Regions from separate parts of the Rattus norvegicus genome. Here all the other regions are linked to region 6. The links are chromatin contacts, called in public Hi-C maps. All regions are on one chromosome and are shown on one strand. The core of a region is the stretch at or near the end of the contact, and the rest is flanking DNA. Distances in the headings are between cores, read along the strand shown.

Evidence for each region. A called contact is a pair of places that touch in the nucleus more often than the background predicts.
Region 1: a Hi-C map of the A7r5 cell line shows a contact between it and region 6, with 3 times the contacts expected there. The contact joins the enhancer-like site here to the promoter of Tcf7l2 in region 6. A contact is called at or near these places in 5 of 12 Hi-C or Micro-C datasets (the A7r5 cell line, Schwann cells, frontal cortex and 2 more) and 1 of 1 datasets of contacts at active chromatin or transcription factors (oligodendrocytes).
Region 2: a Hi-C map of mammary epithelial cells shows a contact between it and region 6, with 2.1 times the contacts expected there. The contact joins the enhancer-like site here to the promoter of Tcf7l2 in region 6. A contact is called at or near these places in 1 of 12 Hi-C or Micro-C datasets (mammary epithelial cells) and 1 of 1 datasets of contacts at active chromatin or transcription factors (oligodendrocytes).
Region 3: a contact with region 6 is called in a Hi-C map of the A7r5 cell line, with 4 times the contacts expected there. The contact joins the enhancer-like site here to the promoter of Tcf7l2 in region 6. A contact is called at or near these places in 1 of 12 Hi-C or Micro-C datasets (the A7r5 cell line) and 1 of 1 datasets of contacts at active chromatin or transcription factors (oligodendrocytes).
Region 4: a Hi-C map of Schwann cells shows a contact between it and region 6, with 11 times the contacts expected there. The contact joins the enhancer-like site here to the promoter of Tcf7l2 in region 6. A contact is called at or near these places in 3 of 12 Hi-C or Micro-C datasets (the A7r5 cell line, Schwann cells and frontal cortex) and 1 of 1 datasets of contacts at active chromatin or transcription factors (oligodendrocytes).
Region 5: a Hi-C map of Schwann cells shows a contact between it and region 6, with 7 times the contacts expected there. The contact joins the enhancer-like site here to the promoter of Tcf7l2 in region 6. A contact is called at or near these places in 1 of 12 Hi-C or Micro-C datasets (Schwann cells) and 1 of 1 datasets of contacts at active chromatin or transcription factors (oligodendrocytes).
Region 7: a Hi-C map of mammary epithelial cells shows a contact between it and region 6, with 3 times the contacts expected there. The contact joins the enhancer-like site here to the promoter of Tcf7l2 in region 6. A contact is called at or near these places in 2 of 12 Hi-C or Micro-C datasets (Schwann cells and mammary epithelial cells) and 1 of 1 datasets of contacts at active chromatin or transcription factors (oligodendrocytes).

What each region holds. Positions count from the first base shown.
Region 1 is chr1:265,176,663-265,179,449 of GRCr8, forward strand. LOC103691380 (a long non-coding RNA gene) reads right to left here. Exons shown (of 4, transcript XR_590740.4): 3 at 1,631-1,688. Among named protein-coding and RNA genes, the nearest start is that of Habp2, 140 kb to the right of the region's middle. Within about 2 kb of position 1,514, at least 5 of the 93 cell types and tissues checked have an H3K27ac peak or open chromatin away from gene starts, as enhancers often do. A contact at or near this core is called in the A7r5 cell line, where this site is marked.
Region 2 is chr1:265,115,676-265,118,394 of GRCr8, forward strand. No RefSeq gene overlaps it. Among named protein-coding and RNA genes, the nearest start is that of Habp2, 200 kb to the right of the region's middle. Within about 2 kb of position 1,311, at least 26 of the 93 cell types and tissues checked have an H3K27ac peak or open chromatin away from gene starts, as enhancers often do.
Region 3 is chr1:265,294,668-265,297,368 of GRCr8, forward strand. No RefSeq gene overlaps it. Among named protein-coding and RNA genes, the nearest start is that of Habp2, 25 kb to the right of the region's middle. Within about 2 kb of position 1,329, at least 3 of the 93 cell types and tissues checked have an H3K27ac peak or open chromatin away from gene starts, as enhancers often do. A contact at or near this core is called in the A7r5 cell line, where this site is marked.
Region 4 is chr1:264,380,407-264,383,294 of GRCr8, forward strand. All of the region lies in intron 3 of Vti1a (vesicle transport through interaction with t-SNAREs 1A), which reads left to right. Among named protein-coding and RNA genes, the nearest start is that of Vti1a, 20 kb to the left of the region's middle. Within about 2 kb of position 1,360, at least 4 of the 93 cell types and tissues checked have an H3K27ac peak or open chromatin away from gene starts, as enhancers often do. A contact at or near this core is called in Schwann cells, where this site is marked.
Region 5 is chr1:265,070,546-265,073,381 of GRCr8, forward strand. No RefSeq gene overlaps it. Among named protein-coding and RNA genes, the nearest start is that of Habp2, 250 kb to the right of the region's middle. Within about 2 kb of position 1,381, at least 36 of the 93 cell types and tissues checked have an H3K27ac peak or open chromatin away from gene starts, as enhancers often do. A contact at or near this core is called in Schwann cells, where this site is marked.
Region 6 is chr1:264,790,067-264,793,058 of GRCr8, forward strand. It overlaps Tcf7l2 (transcription factor 7 like 2), which reads left to right and starts at 1,269. Exons shown (of 15, transcript NM_001415805.1): 1 at 1,269-1,972; 2 at 2,214-2,280; 3 at 2,511-2,635. The coding sequence starts at 1,784. It overlaps LOC120100061 (a long non-coding RNA gene), which reads right to left and starts at 2,515. Exons shown (of 2, transcript XR_005499758.1): 1 at 2,380-2,515; 2 at 1,735-2,097.
Region 7 is chr1:264,468,152-264,471,156 of GRCr8, forward strand. All of the region lies in intron 5 of Vti1a (vesicle transport through interaction with t-SNAREs 1A), which reads left to right. Among named protein-coding and RNA genes, the nearest start is that of Vti1a, 110 kb to the left of the region's middle. Within about 2 kb of position 1,665, at least 21 of the 93 cell types and tissues checked have an H3K27ac peak or open chromatin away from gene starts, as enhancers often do.

The DNA of each region.
Region 1 (2,787 bases), core at 264-2,763, 390 kb after region 6:
CTGCCAAGAGGTCCTTGGCAAATCCACAGCCACTTCTGGCCCCACCAGTTTTAATTCGCTTGTCTCACTGGTCGGGGTGGTGGTATTCGATGCCCCTTTTGAAGCTCTGGGCAAGGCTGTGAGGCTAGAACAATTAGTTTAATTTGCGTTCCTCGCCAAAAGTTCCCTGGATAGATTTTATGGTCTCTACCAGACAGCAAGAGACAAAGAGAGGGGAAGAGGCAACATAGGCTGTCATGCTTAAAGGATCTTCTCTGGGGTGGCTTGGTTCTGCTATGAAGCGGATCACAAGGCGCCCATAATTGGCAGGAGTAGAGTTTGGACCGGGTGGGGCCAAGTGGAATACGCCCGTTAGGAGAAACCTCTCAGGAACTTTGAACTGTTCTCAGGGAAAAGTTTAGAATCCCACACTCTTCAAGCTACCACGTGACTTCTTGGCCCCATCCTGTGTCTGCCCTTGAGGCTCTGAGGCTCCTGAAGGCTGGGCTGTCCTTGGGAACCTCAGGGCCTGTCTGGGTGCTCAGCCCAGATCCCAGTCCTCTCACCTCATCAGTCCGGCTCCTCATCTCCCTGTTCCCGGCCACAAAGTCGCATGTGGAGAGAAGCCTTCCCAGAACCTTCGGCTGGGTCGGGCCTCTGGAGCCTTTAAGCCTTCCTTGGAAGCCAGGAGCTTCCTTGGCTCCTGTCCCACCAGAACACATGTCATAAAGACGGGACCAGAGGCCCAAACTGGTAACGCACTGTCGGCCTCCTTGAGAGAAATGCTCAGACCAAGCAGGCACCTCCCTTGCACAGTCTGTAGGCCTGGCTCCCCGGGCCTGTTCCTGGCTCTTACTCACGGTGTAGCTCTAGGGTGGGTCGATAAATAATAGGTGGAATTAACGAAGCTCATCCTTCAGGTAAGGAATGGCAGTAATGTGTCCCACCTGGAACGGCCGCCTAGAGGAAGTAATTTCCTCCCATTTTTTTTTTTCTTTTTAATCGTGGAGAAGGTTCTAGGGGCAGTTTCCACAGAGCGTGCTCCTGAGAACAGGACCGGTATCTCCATGTCTTAAGATGAGACAGTGCATAGCTGTGGTAAGAAACCTTAGCATTGTGGAACTGTAAAAGACTAAGATATGAGTGCCTCTTTTAGCTTCCACACAGCCTATGACTTTCGGGGAGCCATCGGGAGCCCTGTGTGCTTTCTTCCCCTCAAGACCATTTCTTTTAAACATCTTTCCTCAAGTTGAGATGTTATTTCAAGAGGTGTTTTATTCCACACAAAAAGGTATGTTGATAAAGTCCCCGGAAGGGAGCTGAAGTCCTTTAGCTGGGGCTCTTGGGCAAGTATGGCGGTGTTTCTAGTCAGTGTTTACTTCCTGTGAACCGTGGGTGATTCCATAAGGCGCCTGCAATCCAGCACATCTCCCACTAGCTTCCTTTCTCTAGGCAGTAGAGAACCACGACTACTGGGTCTGTCACTTAAGACATACCAGGAGATCCTAATAAGGTGGAAAGTGTAAGTAATTTAAATGCATTTATACCCAGTCATTCCTAAGTCATGCGGCTTAGTCAGGGGTTCTGTTGCTGTGGTAAAAACACCGTGGCCATAAGTAACTTGGAGAGAAGAGAGTTTATTCTAACTTACAGCTCCAGGTCGCAGTCATCCGTGAGGAAAATCAGGGCAGGACGTCAAAGCGGGAACTCTGTAAGCAGAAAGTGAAGCAGAGATCAGAGAGGAACACTGCTTACTGGCTTGCTATCCAGGGCTTGCTATCCAGGGCTTGCTCAGATTTCTTGCTTATACAACCCAGGACCATCTGCCAAGGTTGCCCTGCCCACAGTAGGCTGAGTCATCTAACCTCAATTATTGATCAAGAAAATGCCCACCGACTTGATAGCAGGCCAATCTGATGGGGACATTTTCTTAATTTATGTTTTTTTTTCTTCCCAGATGACTCTAGCTTGTGTCAACGTGACAAAAAGCTAACTGGGATATCATACGAGATCTTTTATGTCACGTTCTCTCTTCCCTCCTCCACGTTTCTTATTGCTATCTCCATGGACTAGCCCCTGGGGTCCTTACTGAGCATTAGAGATGAAGGAACCAAGAATGTGTGGGCACAGCCAAGTGAGCAGCATTTGCTGCTGCTGGTTGCTGTGGCCAGTTATCTGGGAAAACGACTTAAAGGGAGGAATTATTATTGCGGTCTCCTGGTTTTGGAGGCGTTAGTCCCACTGTAAGGAGGTGTGCCACAGTAGAGCAGTTCACTCCATGCCAGCCAGGAAGCAGAAGAAGGGGCTTTGGAAAGAGCCAGGCATGTCCCAGTAACCTACTCTCTCCATCTAGGCCTCACTCTACATCCACCTCCAATGCCATCAGTAGATGGGCCCATCCATTAGCACAGAGCCTTCAGGATTCGATAGCTTCCGGAAACACCCTCACAGTACTTCATAATCCAATTGAGTAAACCATGAAGATCAACTATCAAAATACCAGAGCCTCAGACAACTTGGCTCAGAATCCTGTAAGCTAAACAACAGGGTAGTCCCTTCAGCGTCCGGGTAAGCTTGACACTGCAGGACTGGAAATCAGAAATCCCACCTTCATCCCCTCACAGCTCCAGCTGGAAAGCCTTTGCCTCTGAGTCTCACTTTGAAGTAGCAACAGAGACAGTGAGATTGTGAGGGCCGCGGAATGGAAGCCCAGTTATACCCGCTCAGTCAATGGTCTATGACTTTTCAATGTGGTTAAGGCTGGCTGAATCCCTGAGAACACAAGTGGCCAACAAGGGTTGGGAATAG
Region 2 (2,719 bases), core at 61-2,560, 330 kb after region 6:
GCACAGTGCCAGGTGGCAGCAAGCTCGCACAGGATCTCACAGCACGTCTTGGCCAGTTTGCTCCTGTCTCAGGGCTTTCTCTTCCTTGCAGGCCCTGGGGGAACAATACCTTCGGCCGGCCGTAGCAAGACTCTTGAACATTCTTCATGACTCACCGGGGGCTACCTCCTGTGGAAGGTTCCTCTGACAACATCCTCCTGCTTCTAGGAATGAAGGGAGCAAGGAAGAATCCAGAAATTCCCAGAACTAGGTTAAAGGACATACCTGTAGCCAGCAAAATATTTCCACAGGAAGACTCAGCCCTAGGACAAGCACAGGAGTGAAAGTTCCCTAGTCACCTGGTTGTCAGGATCTCTAACTGGTGTAACCCCACCCCAGCCCTTGGACAAGCATGAATAATTCAGGTTAAAGATGCCTCAGGATCTATCTACCCAGACTTTCTAAATTCAAAACACCTACAGATACATAAACCCAAAGATGAAAGCCTGGGCAAGCAAAACAAGGCATAAACCATGCGGGAACCAGTGTTGAGCACAGATCTTTCTGGAACCAGACTGATTATAAAGCAGCAGAAGACAGAAACGTCAGTACAGATCTGTAATTATGGTATCTGCGGAGTGGAGGAACAGAGACCATCACCTCAAGACCCTCTGTAGCTACAAGATGAGTTAGAGGCCAGCTTGGGCTACATGAGAATGTGTCCTTAAAATAAGAAAAGTCAATAATCACTACTCTTCCAAAGGTTTGAGTTCAATTCCCAGCACCCGTATGGCAGCCTACAACTGTCTGATGTGTCTCCTGGTGTGCAGAAATACACGCAGAGGCACTACCCCTACACATAAAACACACAGAAAAAGAAAGCTTTTAAAAAGAATCAGCATCAATAATGACAAAAACCAGTTTCGGAGTACAGCACAGCCAGCCAGCATTACAGCATTCCGATTCAATGTCCTGGACACCACACTAGTCACTGGGCTGCAGGACTCGTGGATAACATCCAGACTGAGGTGCCTGCTGGGCCCCCAAGACAGACAAGTTTTCAAAAGCAGGATCATGGTGCTGGACGGGCTTCCCGGAGTCAGCACTCAGGGGGCTGGAGGATGCCAGAGGAAGGGAGAATTTCTCCCAGAACACTGACCCAAATCTCAGCAGAGGCCGCCCTTCACCCACCGCACGCTGATGAGCAGAGTTCTCCTGAGAAACAGAAGCCAAAGCACGCATTTGTTTTTCTGAGTGTAGGTTTAAGGATACTGCCAAGTGCCACATCATCAGGGGAGCTGGCAGGCAGGGAAGCCTGTAGGAGTTGCGGTCCAGACCCAAAGCCACGTGCTTGTCGAACTCCTTCTTGTCAAAGGGAGATCAGCGTGGGTTCCTGTCAGGCCTTTAACTGACTGGATGGATGAGACGCCCCGCCCACGTGATGGAAACTGATTCATATTATTCAAAACCCCCTCTTTTAGACAGAAAGTTCATACAAAATTCTCCTCCTTCGTAGTAACATCTCGCATTGGATTCGGCGCTAAACGCCATGACTCGGCCAAATCAATGGAGGGAACCAAGCCCCACAGCCGAGTGCGGCTGCGCTACCTCTTCCCAGCAGCCCTTAGAGCAGACGGAAAGACCCTGAGGATTTACAGCCTCACCCTGACCCTGTTCTTTCCCTCTCTGCTCTCTCTGTGTGGGGGTAGAAACGTGACTCTGTTTCCTGTCGGCTGACCTTACTCTCCCTCTGCTATGCCTCTCACCATCACGGACTCTGTCCCTCTGGAACCGGAAACCAAAATAAACCTTTCTTCCCTTCCTCCCTAGCCTTTGGTCATGGCATTTTACCACAGGCACGGAGGAGTAGCTAGCGTGGTAGCCGACCCTGCTCTTACTGTTCCAGACATTCCTGGCTGTTTGTTTTCGGTCTCACCATTTGTCGTGCACCTGACCCACGAATGTGAGTAGAGGAGACAAGTGTGCGGGCTGTGAGCAGAGACTCTGGCTGGCATCAAGTGCTTCCATGTGACCTCGGGAACATTTGTTCTCTACCAGGAAGAGCCGAGGCAACTTCAGCCCGCATCCCTGAAGGAAAACACACATCACCAAGCTGAACGAACTAAGTTTAGCGAAGAAGAGCTGAGCTCAGCAGTTCTACAGCTGCTTGGAATAACCTTGTTCCCAAACAAGACATCAGTGCTTTGGGGTAGGGTACAGCTTAGCAGTGGCGTGCTTGCCTAACTGTAAGGCTCCTCCAGCTGACACCACTTGTAGGAGGTGGGGGAAGAAAAACAACAAATGTTTTAGTTATGGAGGTGTTTGAGGGTATTCGCTTCCCAGTAATTATAATGCATAAAATATAACCAGTATGACCTGCTGAATAGTTAGACAATACAAATAGCAAGATTTTACATTTGAACGGAGCAAATATTATCCCAATTCCTCACCCTGTATTCTCTCTCTCTCTCTCTCTCTCTCTCTCTCTCTCTCTCTCTCTCTCTCTCTCTCTTTCTCTCTCTTTCTCTCTCTTTCTCTCTCCCCACACCACACACACACAATATACACACTACACACAATACACACACACAGTACACACACACACAATACACACACACACACACTGAACCCAGGGTCTTACTCGTGCTAGACAAGCCACAACTCTGGTCCTCAAAATATGGTTTAAAAGAACATTAAAACTTCCAAGTCTCTCTGTGAACTCGGAGAATGGAACGCAGTT
Region 3 (2,701 bases), core at 79-2,578, 500 kb after region 6:
ACTGTGCATCGGGAGCTGAATTTTCTGAGCACAAGCCTGTGGAGATGTTTCAAGTCCAAACCACCACAGCCCTCTTTAGTACAGACTCCACTGGGAAGGCACTGGCAAAGTGACTGTATCTAGGCCTTGGGAGAAGGCCGCAGGTGTGAAGACCTGCTCTGAGTGGGTCACCTGTGGACCCAGGACTCAGACAGTCTTCTTCCTTACCCTTCCTGAGGAAGCCGTATGCTGTCTGTAGCTCAGATAAGCTGAAGGTTTGGAGAGCTGCCTTCCTTTCCTCCTATCTTTTCAAACAGCATCAGGTCGTGGGGACAAGGGCCCCCGGAGCCCACCTCTTTGAGGGCCAGGCGAAATATTACAAAGGTCACACACACAGATTTGAAGCCAGATTCATCTTGGTTCCAATCACGGCTCTGCCCCGTGGGCAAGTGTCTTAATCTCTCTGGGCTTCAGCTTCCCCACCTGAGCACAGTGGAGGATTAGAGGACCTTCCTCACAGGAACATGGTGACAGCGATGACTTCAAGGCTCTGAGCGTAGCGCCCAGCCCGAGACAAACGGTAGCTGTTACCACAGTGGTATCAAAAGTGTTTTTCATCACGTTGCTGTCCTTTGAAAATCAGAGTGAATTTAGAGGCAGAGGACTTGGCTTAGAATCTGGTCCTGCCTCACCTCCCTGTTCTTTATGTCCATCTGTAAGCCCCGGGCCGCTCTTTCCTGGTCACTGAGAAAAAATGTCTACCCTACTGTGTTGTGAGAATCAAATACCATGAAGGACGGGCAAGGGTTTCGAACATCCAGAGCGGTATAAATGAAGATCAGGAGCCCAGTGTCCCAGCCTCCCTTTATCTCTCTGGGATAAGCACTGCCTGGTACTCAGTGCTCCCTGGCTAGCCCCCTCACAAACACTGCCTGGTACTCAGTGCTCCCTGGCTAACCCCCTCACCTCCCTTACCTCCCAGAATCCCTTTGGCCTTAGTATCCCCACCCTGTCCAGATCTCTTTTGACTCTTCCTGTCTCCGAGGAAATCCTAAGTCTCCCAAGATCAGCCGGCACCTCGTACATTCAGTGTATAATCCAAGTCCCATTCGCTGCCCCAAGCTGTCTCTGCATGTGCAGCTTGAGGAAGAAGAGCTAGAGGCTAAGGTGTGACTTTGCCCCAGTAATTTGAACCAACTTGGTCCAGCTCCAAGCTAAGTGCTTAGTCTCACGCAGATCTGGGTCAGTGGCCTCCTCTCTGCCACATCCTTTCTAAGGGAACTGATGTCTCTGTCTTATTCTCCATTCGTGCCTACAGGAGAAGAAACAACATGACACAGGAATTCATGACTCACACCACCCAATGCCTCTTAGGCCTTAATGGAGTGCTGAGGGGTGAACAGAGACTGTTGTGGTCACAATCCCAATTTCCCAGCATTCCCCCACCCTGGGAAAGGGGCCACCCATGGAGCCCACACCCTACCCTGATTTCTCCCTGAAGCCAGTCCCAATGTGTCTTGCTGTTCCCGTGTAGGCCAGGCAAAGGCTCAGGCCCTGACTTCTCTTCACCGTACTTCTGTCTGCTACCCTGGTGACAAGGGTCCACTCCTCTGGGACACAAGAGTAGTAAAGTCTTCAGCGGTGTCTCTCATCCTTCCTTCTGTGTCAGCCCTTGGCACTCCCATGCTTGCAGATGCCTTTTGAGGCAGACCAGGCAGAGGCCTGTCCCAAGAGGTCTACACTCAGGGGAAATGCAACACCACATGCACGTGGCAGCCAATGGCTGGAATGACGGGATGGGAAGGCCGTGGAGTTGGATAGTCAGAAGATGGCCCTAAAAGGGATGGACAGGGACATGGATGGGAGCAGGTTACTAACTGGAAACTAACACAAGCTGCTGCTGCATGACTAAAAAGCCCCCGCCGCGGCCGCTGGCACAGGAGAGCACTCCGAAAGGCTGTACCCCAAGTCTCCCACACAACCTGCAGGCAGCTCCACTGAGAAGTCTCCTGTGCCAAGCCAGTGTTTACTGATTCTATAACTCATCCCAGCAGGGGGCCGCTGGGAGGACCCGTATTTTCCCCTGTGTGGGATCCCGACTGCTCCCTCCTGGGTAGAACAGCTCATCTAAACAACGCACCTGAATGTGTGGGTTCCAGGACAAAAGAAACCTAAGGAACACCCCAAACCTGGGGAATGGGAAACCTCGCAAGAATACACAGTGGGAAAGCGAGCATGGCAGGCATAGATCTAGGAGGTTACAAAAAGCCAAGGCCTGGAGCATGCGCTATCGATGACTGGCAGGCGCATGCGCTATCTGTGGCTGGCAGGTGCATGCACTGTCCGTGACTGGCAGGAGGCAGTAACTCTCTGGAGCATCGGTAGATGAACGGAAAACCGAATCCAGCCTTTATCTTTCTGGTGATCCTCGGGTGGGGACAGCTTAGCCTAGCTCCCTAGCTAGGATATTCAGTAGTGCCCTGGCTTATTTCTGGTCACCGGGAACCGAGTTGTTGGAGGAACAGAATGAACAGAAGTTGGAGACACCGCTATGAATTCTCATGGGCACAAGGACAGTCCTACAGGGAGAGAAACTCCCAGGAAGTGCCTTCAGGAACCGTGGTAAAGACCCAAGGTTTGACAAAATTCTCTCAAGAAGATCTATTTGGTTCTTAAAAGCGGCAGCCATGCCCCTCAGATACTAAGTCTCCAGAGTAAATAG
Region 4 (2,888 bases), core at 110-2,609, 410 kb before region 6:
TGGGTTACCTCACTCAGGATGATATTTTCTAGTTCCATCCATTTGCCTATGAATTTCATGTAGTCACTGTTTTTGATAGCTAAGTAGTACTCCATTGTGTAGATGTACCACATTTTTTGAATCCATTCCTCTGTTCAAGGGCATCTGGGTCCTTTCCAGCTTCTGGCTATTATAAGTAAGGCTGCTATGAACATAGTGGAGCATGTGTCTTTGTTGTATGTTGGAACATCTTCTGGATATATGCCCAGGAGTGGTATAGCTGAGTCTAGGAGTGGTATAGTACTATGTCCAATTTTCTCAGGAACCTCCAGACTGATTTCCAGAGTGGTTGTACCAGCTTGTGGTCCCACCAGCAATGGAGGAGTGTTCCTTTCTCCACATCCTCACCAATATCTATTTACCAACCCTACATCCGATAGAGTGCTAATATTCAAAATATACAAAGAACTCAAGAAGTTAGACTCCAGAGAACCAACTAACCCTATTAAAAAGTAGAGTACAGAGCTAAATAGAGAATTCGCAGCCGAGGAATTGCAAATGGCTGAGAAGCACTTAGAGAAACGTTGAACATACTTAGTCATCAGGGAAATGCTAATCAAAACGACCCTGAGATTCCACCTCACACCAGTCAGAATGGCTGAGGTCAGAAATGCTGGTGGGTGGCTGTTTTCTAATCTCTCCTTTCCTGTAAATAGTTTTCCATAACAATGATGTCACACCGTCCACATTCTATAAATATGTGTTCTAATGTTACAGTTTAAATTTCCATAATCTCTAGATCATTTTAATGGAAGCATGTTTTTTCAACGATCCTAACATCGGCTGGATACCTGTATATTTCTTTTTTCTTTTTTTTTTTTCAGAGCTGGGGACCAAACCCAGGGCCTCGCGCTTGCTAGGCAAGCGCTCTACCACTGAGCTAAATTCCCAACCCCTGTATATTTCTATTTATTTCCTTCACAACTTACTGTGCTGCGGTGAATATATTCCAGTAGGGTTTTTAATTGGTATCATTTCTAAAAAGATAGATCAATAAAGAGTTTCCAGCTTTGCAGCTCACCACTAGGCGGTTTGTTCTGGCTTCTTCTCCTCACATGCTCACTGACAGTCACTTCTGCACTGAGAAATAACAACCGGGGGTGGATGGGAGCTGAGCACCTCCACTCCTTCTAAAGTGTGTCAAACAGTTGAGGAGAAGTCTCTGTGACTGGGGCTTTCACCAACTCCAGGGTGGGATGCAGCTGGGATTCTTTTTCTAAGGGCCTCCTCCCCAGGAAGAGTCACAGCTGTGACAAGGCTGGCAGACATCTGTGGTTCTCCAAGCTTGCTGAACTCTGAACTCACTGAAACCACAGACTCTTTCTCTGAGGCACTTGTCCCTGCCTGTGACCTTTCAGGGAAAGCATGTGCATGTGTGCACACATGATCCTTCTACAGAAGAGGATTTTGTCATACTGCACCAGGGCAAGTGATTAGAAAGCTGTTGTGCAAGCAGCCATCTTTGTTAGTAAGATTTTTGTTTTAGACTCTTAATCTTGGTAGCCCTACAAAGTTGAGCATAAGTGGTGCACACACATTGTCTTAGGAAGGCAGCCATAACCCTGCCTCCAGGGAAGCAGGCGAGCTGTGCATTGCTCTGGCCTCCCCATGTAGGAAATATCACAGGTTCATGCCCTTGACCGTCCCTCATCACGTGTTCTTCAGTGAAGTAGTAGTATGATCTTGGCACACTGGATTGTCTTGTTGGGACTTTGTGCTAACTTTTGCGGTGGGCCATAATAGATTTCCTTGATTTAGGAGGCTTTGACATTTTCCAGTGTGAGTAATTTTATCCTCAGTCTTGAGAATATTAGGTCCTTAGTCCTTAGGTACTGTGGACTTTGATGACCTGTGGAAACAACTTCTATATTCACAGAAGCCTGGCAGACAGGCCATGCGTGCCCTGGTACAGATATGTGTGCGCGCACATATGCATCCTGTGTAAGCTTACCTGTCTTTCGGTGTTGTCAGAGTCTGACATGGGTTTGTTGTTTAATTAAGAAGAGTTCCTTATGTGACAATGGTTTTTCTAAAAAAGAAATTAAGATTATGGTACCATTAAGAGCCAGTTTTTTATTTAGGCTTTATAACATTTTGATTTTTCTAAATAGATGAAGTATGTATTTTCTAGATAGAGTGGTAAATTGGTGTGTGTGTGTGTGTGTGTGTGTGTGTGTGTGTGTGTGCGCTCTCATGTGTACATGTATATGGTTTATGGTTTTAGAAGTTTTCTAAGTTATAATATTTCTTAATGGGAAGCTGCTTTCAACCTTTCTGTTTACTTGTATCTGTCATCTTACTTGAAATAAGAAAAATGAGTTAAAAATGTGTCAGATTAACGCTAAGCCTGTGACTGACTGGACTCTCTCATTAGTCACTAGATGGCACTGTTTGTTTGCAGAGCGCCATCAAAAACAGAAAAGAAAGAGAAGGAAGGAAGGAAGCGACTGTGCTAGGAACAGAAATTACTGCCTCATGAATAAAATATTTCTGATGGGATTTGCATTTCTATATTGGCTGAAGACACTGTGTTGAATGTTTTATTAACCAGCCCAGTGCAACTGTCAGCCTATTAAAGAGATCCAATGGTCCCTGTTTAGATAAATAAACTAAATAAATCCAATTCGTCAAATTGTGTTCCTGGCTGTTTATTTTCCATTCTTTTGATGTACAGTTTATTTTAAGTTAAAGCCACATTGGTTTAAAAATTAATGGGAAAATGTTACTTGGTGTTTGGAACATGAAGAAGCTAATTGCCATAGTCAAAAAGCCATCTCTGTTTTAATGTTAAATTGTTTGCTCATAAATAGTAAACTTTCCCCTGGTTGCTCACACACCGTCTGACCGTC
Region 5 (2,836 bases), core at 131-2,630, 280 kb after region 6:
ATGATAGCTTGGTGAATAAAGTCTTTGCTTTTTGCCCTTGTCTGAAGAGCCTACATGAGGCTAAGATAAAGATATTTATATTAATTGAACTGACAAAGGAAGTCTCAAAAAAAGCTCAACAAAGACTGTTCTCTGGTTAACTCTCATGAAGAGTGTTTTGAACAAGTGTAGCAAACATAGAAAGGAGAAATATAAAATGTGTGGTTCAAGTAATAATAAAGGGGCACCAGGAAATGAAAGGAAGCTGAATCCCATGTTCAAGAAGATAGAGATTAAAGGAGTGATGATCTCAGAGCAAGATCCCACCCAGCTAAGCTTATTGTTCATGTTTGCAATTGAACAAAGAATAGTTTGGAATGAACTGGAATGAACTATGTCTTAGTTAGGTTTTACTGCTGTGAGTAGATACCATGACCAAGGAAACTCTTATAAGAACATCATTTAATTGGGGCTGGCTTGCAGGTTCGGAGGTTCAGTCCATCATCATCAAGGCGGAAGCATGGCAGCATCCAGGCAGGCATGGCACAGGCAGGGCTGAGAGTTCTACATTTTCATCCGAAGATGAAGTCTAATAGTGCCACTTCCTGGGCTAAGCATATACAAACCACTACAAACTACAGTCCACAAACTGAGGGCACACTTGTGATTCAGATCTTGAGGCTAAAAGACAAAGACTTAATCTGGATCTTGAGGAACAGTGGCCATGAAAAGCTTAGGCCCAAGCAAGGGGGTACATGCCTTTAATCCCAAGAGACAGAAGCAAGCAGATCTCTGAGTTCAAGGTCAAATCACCCCCGTAAAACCTACACATGAGCCCGAAGCAGCATTGTTTGCAAGAACCGAAACGTAGAAGTGATCAAGTGTGCATCAACTGGCAAACAGATAAATAATGTGGCATGTCCACACAAGGAAATACTATTTCCAATTAAAAAATGAACTCAGCAGCCCCACACTTCTGGATTATGGCCTTCGTAAAGGGACTCAGCCCAACGCAAGCCTATTCTGTGGCTGTCGAAACTGTCATTTGTCCATTTGGAGTGGAAGGGAAGATCTCTACATGGCTCTGGTCAATCTCAGGTTCTCTTCTCCATCACAGCCAGCCTTTGGGATTCACTGCAGCTCTCTGGCCCCAGCAGTCCTTCTGGTCCTCATCTTCCTTTCTGCTGTCACCCTCCCCTCTGTGTCCCTCATTTGTCATCTCCCTTAGCACACAGGCCTTATTGTCTGTGCTCCATGGTGACTCAGGGTTAGCGTCTGTTACTGGGCTAATTAATGGCCTGGCCACGTGCACCGAAGGTTTTTCCAGGGAAGGACTTGCCAGCTCTTTCTGGTGCTCTGGGCTCCGGGCCTCAGCGCCCCAGCCCTGGCTGCACATGGGAAGTCGGCCTGGGCCTTCCTCCTGCTTCATCCCTTCACCCTTACTTCTCTGGATCCTGAAACAATTTCCCCTTTTCATAGCAGCTCAATGGCAGGCAGATTAATGAACCTGAGCCCAGCACTGAGGCCCCAGCCTGCCAAGAATGTGTGCAGTGCATTCAGGGGTCCCAATGGCAGGCTGCGGGAGGGACAATCGAAGGCAACAAAAGACACAGGGCTGCACAGTCAAGTTCCCAGCAGCGCCTGCTGCTCCTCCTGACCCCAAGTTCCACTGCGGAAATGACCCTTCACCTCCAGCTCCTCCTGAGCCCAGTCTAGGGCACTCCACTCAGAGAGCCTCAGCTCCCCCAGAAGCCAGCTCTCAGGCTTCACCTAACTGTTGGGAGCAGAGAACCAGCCCAGCCATACCCATTGGCCATGCCATGAACACCCTGCCTGGTGTGACCCAGTAATGTCTTGGGTGGAGCTCTGATGGATGGAAAGGCAGCTGCTGAGGACCACTTGTAGCAGGCACGCTGTCGTGTGCGGCTGCCATGTGCTTTATACTGAGACTTTGTGGCCCAGAACTGGGCCACTTGGGGGTTTTTATGACTCCCTCCCTCTTCCCCCTTCTCCTTCCCTTTCCCCTCCCCTCCCCCCTCCCCGAGGTTCGCAAGCCGCCACAAAACGAGGATGATGAAGTAGTCCATAGACCGCACATTGGGCGTCAGATGCTGCCTGTGGCCTGGGCCACCCACTTCCCAACTCTACTTGTCCTTGGGGGTTGGAGGTGCTTGGGAATCAACAGCACAGAATCCAGGAGCAGGTGAGAAACGCAGCAACAAGCTTGTCTGAACGCAGCTACAAGCTCCTTTAACACCCTCTACCCACGCCCCATTAGTCCCAAGAAAGCATCTTTTTTTAAATAGCAGTTCCCGATTGGCTGACATTGTCCGCGTCAGCCATCCGATTGGCTAGCATTGTCTGTGTCAGCCATCCGATTGGCTGACATTGTCTGCATCCGCCGTCATAGTTGGAGTCTGAGAGCATGCATCCTCACTGTGTACCATGCTCACCATCTAACAGCTTGTTTTCTGTCAGAGTGGAAGGGCTACCGGGATGTTGTTCTGTATGGGCACCTGCGTCTGAGCTGGTTAGGGTGGGGATGAGGGTGATTTTGAAGACATCTATCTGATTAGCAGATGTGAGAGAACACTAGAGGAAGCTGTGGTTTGACAAGAGAATTCAAATTTTTAGGATTGTAGGGAACATGCCCACCAGCATAGAAATATGAGGGGGTGTTTAAAAGTCAAAGGAAGTCCAACGGATTTATAGTACTCAAAATCACTTGGTTGCATAGTTACATTCTCTCTCTCTCTCTCTCTCTCTCTCTCTCTCTCTGTTGTACCTGTATATGGGGTATGTTTGTATGAGTGTGTATGTATGAATGTGTGCATATGTTTGTGTGTGTTATGTGTAT
Region 6 (2,992 bases), core at 19-2,518:
CCCCAGAACAACATCACACCTAATGGTAGTTGCCAGTTCTTATCGATTTATTATTTCCTTCCAAGATATATGTATATATATTTCCTCTTTCACATTGGATGTCCCAGTCCACTTGTCATTAGATATTTGCAAGGAAAAGCTCTTCTGAGTCTACCATGCCGCAACACGGTTTGGGGATCCCGCCTTTCTCCTTCGACATTTTCTTCACCATCTCATAGCAAATCAGTTTGCCCTCACTGGAACTTAAAAACCAACAAACATGGGTCTCAACTCCTAGGCTGCCCACCTCTTCCCCGAGGGCTTCCAGGCCAGCTTTGGTGACTGTCTTCTGCCAGGGCCCTCAACATCTACAGTCTCTGGACATCCTCTCAGACCCTCTTGGAGAAAAACTCCAGCCCCACTCCTCCCCAGGGCTTGGTGAAGTTTCACTTTTATTTTCCTATGAGCTGTTACCGCCCAAACATTTCACCTCCAAAGTCGAAAAGGACTTGAATCCTACATCACTTCCTACTTCCAACGTCAGTTAAAAAAAACAAAAAAACTTTACATTACCCTTAAGGATATTTTTAATACTCCAGACAAACCTATAGTATTTGTTTTCTTGGACAAAACGCCTTCTTGTCATATTTAACCTAGTGGGACTTTACATTCAATGACATGATTCACTGTCATTAAACAAAAAAGGGAGGGGAGCCCTGTGGGTCAGCCTCCCTGTGGATGGCCCAGCCTCTCCGCTTCCCCAGGTTCTCTTAGAGCAAGAGGGGTGAGCCTTCTTCTGGACCAGTCATGTCTCTTCCCGCCCCAGTGCGGCCAACTTCATCGGGGGCTTAATCACTGAACACCCTGTCCTTGTGTCCCATAGTCCTCCCCTCCTGGACCCCATCTTCAGGACTTCTGGCTAACACTTTTTCTGGGCCTCTCCCCATCCCCGCCCCCCAAGTGGGCTTTCCTTCCGCCTTCTCCGGCTCAGATTCCGGACTGGGTTGCCACCCCCTTCCCCTCCTCTCCCGGTCCGCATTGTCTTTCGGAACCCGCCCCCTCCAGGAGCGAGGCCCGCACCGTCCGGGCGCCCGGCTCGCACGCAGCGCACAGGCCGCACCCCGCGCGCCTCCCGCGGCCCCGGCCCGCCCCGCTCCCTCTCCCGGCGCCCAAAGGATCATTGTTGGCCGCCCCCGCCCCGCCCACCCCGGCTGTTTATTTATGCACACGTCACCCGCGAGGCCCCGCCCCCTGGCATCTCATTAAGGCGAGTGTGTTCCTCTCGCCCTGTCAATAATCTCCGCTCCCAGACTACTCCGTTCCTCCGGATTTCGATCCCCCTTTTTCTATCTGTCAATCAGCGCCGCCTTTGAACTGAAAAGCTCAGTCTAACTTCAACTCACTCAAATCCGAGCGGCACGAGCTCCTTCGGTGTCTTCGGCTTCCCCCCCCCTTTGCTCTTATATCTGACTTCTTCTTGTTGTTGTTTTTTTTTTTTACCCCCCCTTTTTTTATTTATTATTTTTTTGCACATTGATCGGATCCTTGGGAACGAGAGAAAAAAGAAACCCAAACTCACGCGTGCAGAAGATCTCCCCCTTCCCCTCCCCTCCTCCCTCTTTTCCCCTCCCCAGGAGAGAAAGACCCCAAAGCAGGAAAAAAAGTTAACCTTGGACTCGTCTTTTTCTTGCAGTATTTTTTTTGGGGGGGACTCGCAAAACTTTTTTCTTTTTTTTTCTTTTTTTTTCCTTTTCTTCCTCCTTCATTTTTCTTCCAAAATTGCTGCTGGTGGGTGAAAAAAAAAATGCCGCAGTTGAACGGCGGTGGAGGAGATGACCTAGGCGCTAACGACGAACTGATCTCCTTCAAAGACGAAGGCGAGCAGGAGGAGAAGAACTCGGAAAACTCCTCGGCGGAGAGGGATTTAGCCGATGTCAAGTCGTCGTTGGTCAATGAATCAGAGACGAATCAAAACAGCTCCTCCGATTCCGAGGTAGGAAGAGCCCCTCGGGCTGGCGGGTGGCTCCAGCCGGTTCCCCGGCCGGGAGAGCGGGGCTGGAAGGCGAGGCGAGGCGGGTCGGGCTTGCGGGCGGCGCGGACGGTGGCCCGGGCTGCTGGCTGCGAAAACTTGTAACCGTGTTTTTCTGCACCCCTTTCTCCGCCGACCCTCCCTCCCTGCACCCCCTCGGCGCGGCTCTCACCCCTCGCCCTCCCCACCTCGCCCCTCCGGGAAGGCGGAAAGACGGCCTCCGCCTCGCTCCGAAAGTTTCCGAGATAAATCCCGGGAAAGTTTGGAAGAAGGTGAGTGCGCCCCGCGCGCCCCCAAAACCGCGCGATCGCGTTCCCCCTCCCCGGGGTCGGCCTGGCGGGTGCCCTCGCCCCACTCCCTACCCACCCTACCCGAGTTCCCGCGCCGGCCGGGCCCTGGGGACGCGCGCGGGCCCTCGGGGGGACACTTGCTAAAAAGTTTCTCCCGCTCTCTCCCGCGCCGCGCGGCCGCCGCCGTCCCCTCCGCCGCCCCGCCATGTTAGCGGCCAAGAGGCAAGATGGAGGGCTCTTTAAGGGGCCACCGTATCCCGGCTACCCCTTCATCATGATCCCCGACCTGACGAGCCCCTACCTCCCCAACGGATCGCTCTCGCCCACCGCCCGAACCGTAAGTGCCACCGCGCTCCCCGCCCTGCCCGCCTGCCGGCCCCGCATGCCCTGCCCCTCCCCCGCCCCGCCCCTCCCCCCTCCCCTCCCCCCCTCTCGCGGCCCGAACTCTCCAAACTTTTTCTCTGCCTTTTGTGGACTGGGTTTGTTTGCGCTTCGCCATGTTCTGGCTTTTTCTTGTGCTTGCCTCGCGATTCGGGGAGCCTTTTATTTTTCCTCAGGCAGGGCTCTGTTGGGGTGCCAATCTGGACTTTTAATTTTTCTTTCTCTTTTCTTTTCTGATTTTTTCTTTTCCTTTTCTTTTTGAGCTCTGATTTCCCCCTCCCCCCTTGCTGGTGGTGTTTGTTTCTTGTCCCTG
Region 7 (3,005 bases), core at 415-2,914, 320 kb before region 6:
ATAGACAGAGTTAGCTGTGGACTGAAAGAGACTTTTGGTGCAGGGCGAACTCCCAGGGGGCAACTTAGAATGAGTTGAAAAGAAGGAACGGAATACAGAACTGGTACAGGTTTTCCTATTTCGGCCCTTAAAGTGACAGGCGACTTGTATGGATGCACACTGGCAGGGCTTTTTCTTGCTGCCAAATAAGTTACTTTTTCCCTTTCAGAATACCCAAAGTTACCTGCCATATGGCAGTCACATATACTGTACTCTTGTCTTCCTGTCCTCTACCATTTGTAAAGCACACCGTGTCAGTCACATATACCGCACTCCTGTCCTCTACCATTTGTAAAGCACACTGTGTCAGTCACATATACCGCACTCCTGTCCTCTACCATTTGTAAAGCACACTGTGTCAGTCACATATACCACACTCCTGTCTTCTCCCATCTCTAAAGCACACCGTGTCAGAGTTCACATTGAGCTTTCAGGGAAGCTGAGGCACTGAGGTGTGGACAGACCGCTCGCCTACAGTCCACAGCGCATTGAAGAACATCTAGCTTAGCACAGACTCAGAAGAGACAGGGACACATGTGTCCTTGACTTTATTGGTCCTGCTTGCTCAGCATCCCCTCACCATTATTACTATTATCATAGGTGACTTTGCTGCTGCTACCAAAGCCCTATCCCAGTGTCCAGGACTGTAACGGAGGATTAACTGGAGCAGCTGACAGTGGGTGGCAGAGCCTGATAGTGAGAACTCATGAGGGATAGAGTCCCCACTTTGCTTAAGAAGTCAAGCTATTTCCCAGGTTATGACTGAGCAATATGAGTGCGGAGGAATATGATAGGAAAAGAAAAGACCAAGCTCACCAAAATGACTTTCATTCCCAAGGTAACATGCACTCTATGCTCACTTCTGGGAGAATGTCAGCATGGCCCCAAACACTGCTCCCTCACCAGGTCTGCCTTGCCTGGGAAGTAGGGGCCTGTTCGTGTATGTGACAGCAGCTCCCTTGCCTGGGCCGGCTTGCTCCCCTCCATTCTTCCCTACAACTCAGCGTGACTGACAGTAGGATGAGCTGCCCAGGCTGTGGGCTGACGTCTTACGGCCAAGCGTTTCTCCCTCGCACTTCTGCATTGACCCGTGGGCTGTGGCAGAGCCACTGGCCCTTTCAGTGGGTGGGGACGGGGGTGTGTGTCTGTAGCTCATGTCCAGCAAGTTGAACTGACAACTTCACACCATACATTTATAGAGAGGATTTTCTATAATTGAGGTTATACATAGAAAGAAATGTCTGTGCATTTAATTGTACAGTACATTTAATTCTATAGAGTTTTGAAACAAAGTGACCATGATGTATTTACATTGGATTAATTTTGAAAGCAGAATTATCCAAAATATTCAGATGTTCTAGAATGCTATCACAGGCTGGTGTCTGCATTCCAGCCTACCAGTCGTATTCCTGAAAGGGACTGCTCGGCGGTTCTCTTCCTCAGTGGTGGGCCAGCTTGTATAGCTTATAGCTTATGTAACCTTGCTGGAGCCAGGCCAGTCTAACACAGGGGACACACAGGAAAACGGCGCCACAGAATGCTGATTCACATCTCATAGCTTGTGTAAGTGGTGCTGCCAAAGTCCTCTGTGTGAATGGGCGAGGTGCGTAGCTGCCCTGAGTCACAGGAACAGGACTCTGGCCATCAGCCCATTGGAACAGACACACTGCTGACGAGGACGCCAGCCGCGGAGCACGTGTGAAAGTCAAACCACCATCTGCTTGGGCCGAACTGAGCTGCACTGCATTGGTGCTTCCCTGTGCCGTCTGCGTGGGCCGAACTGAGCTGCACTGCATTGGTGCTTCCCTGTGCCGTCTGCGTGGGCCGAACTGAGCTGCACTGCATTGGTGCTTCCCTGTGCCGTCTGCGTGGGCCGAACTGAGCTGCACTGCAGCTGGGTGCTTCCCTGTGCCGTCTGCGTGGGCCGAACTGAGCTGCACTGCATTGGTGCTTCCCTGTGCCGTCTGCGTGGGCCGAACTGAGCTGCACTGCAGCTGGGTGCTTCCCTGTGCCGTCTGCGTGGGCCGAACTGAGCTGCACTGCATTGGTGCTTCCCTGTGCCGTCTGCGTGGGCCGAACTGAGCTGCACTGCATTGGTGCTTCCCTGTGCCGTCTGCGTGGGCCGAACTGAGCTGCACTGCATTGGTGCTTCCCTGTGCCGTCTGCGTGGGCCGAACTGAGCTGCACTGCAGCTGGGTGCTTCCCTGTGCCGTCTGCGTGGGCCGAACTGAGCTGCACTGCATTGGTGCTTCCCTGTGCCGTCTGCGTGGGCCGAACTGAGCTGCACTGCAGCTGGGTGCTTCCCTGTGCCGTCTGCGTGGGCCGAACTGTGCTGCACTGCAGCTGGGTGCTTCCCTGTGCCGTCTGCGTGGGCCGAACTGAGCTGCACTGCATTGGTGCTTCCCTGTGCCGTCTGCGTGGGCCGAACTGAGCTGCACTGCAGCTGGGTGCTTCCCTGTGCCGTCTGCGTGGGCCGAACTGAGCTGCACTGCATTGGTGCTTCCCTGCGCCGTCTGCGTGGGCCGAACTGAGCTGCACTGCAGCTGGGTGCTTCCCTGTGCCGTCTGTGTGGGCCGAACTGAGCTGCACTGCATTGGTGCTTCCCTGCGCCGTCTGCGTGGGCCGAACTGAGCTGCACTGCAGCTGGGTGCTTCCCTGTGCCGTCTGCGTGGGCCGAACTGAGCTGCACTGCATTGGTGCTTCCCTGTGCCGTCTGCGTGGGCCGAACTGAGCTGCACTGCATTGGTGCTTCCCTGTGCCGTCTGCGTGGGCCGAACTGAGCTGCACTGCATTGGTGCTTCCCTGCGCCGTCTGCGTGGGCCGAACTGAGCTGCACTGCATTGGTGCTTCCCTGCGCCGTCTGCGTGGGCCGAACTGAGCTGCACTGCATTGGTGCTTCCCTGTGCCGTCTGCGTGGGCCGAACTGAGCTGCACTGCAGCTGGGTGCTTCCCTGTGCCGTCTGCGT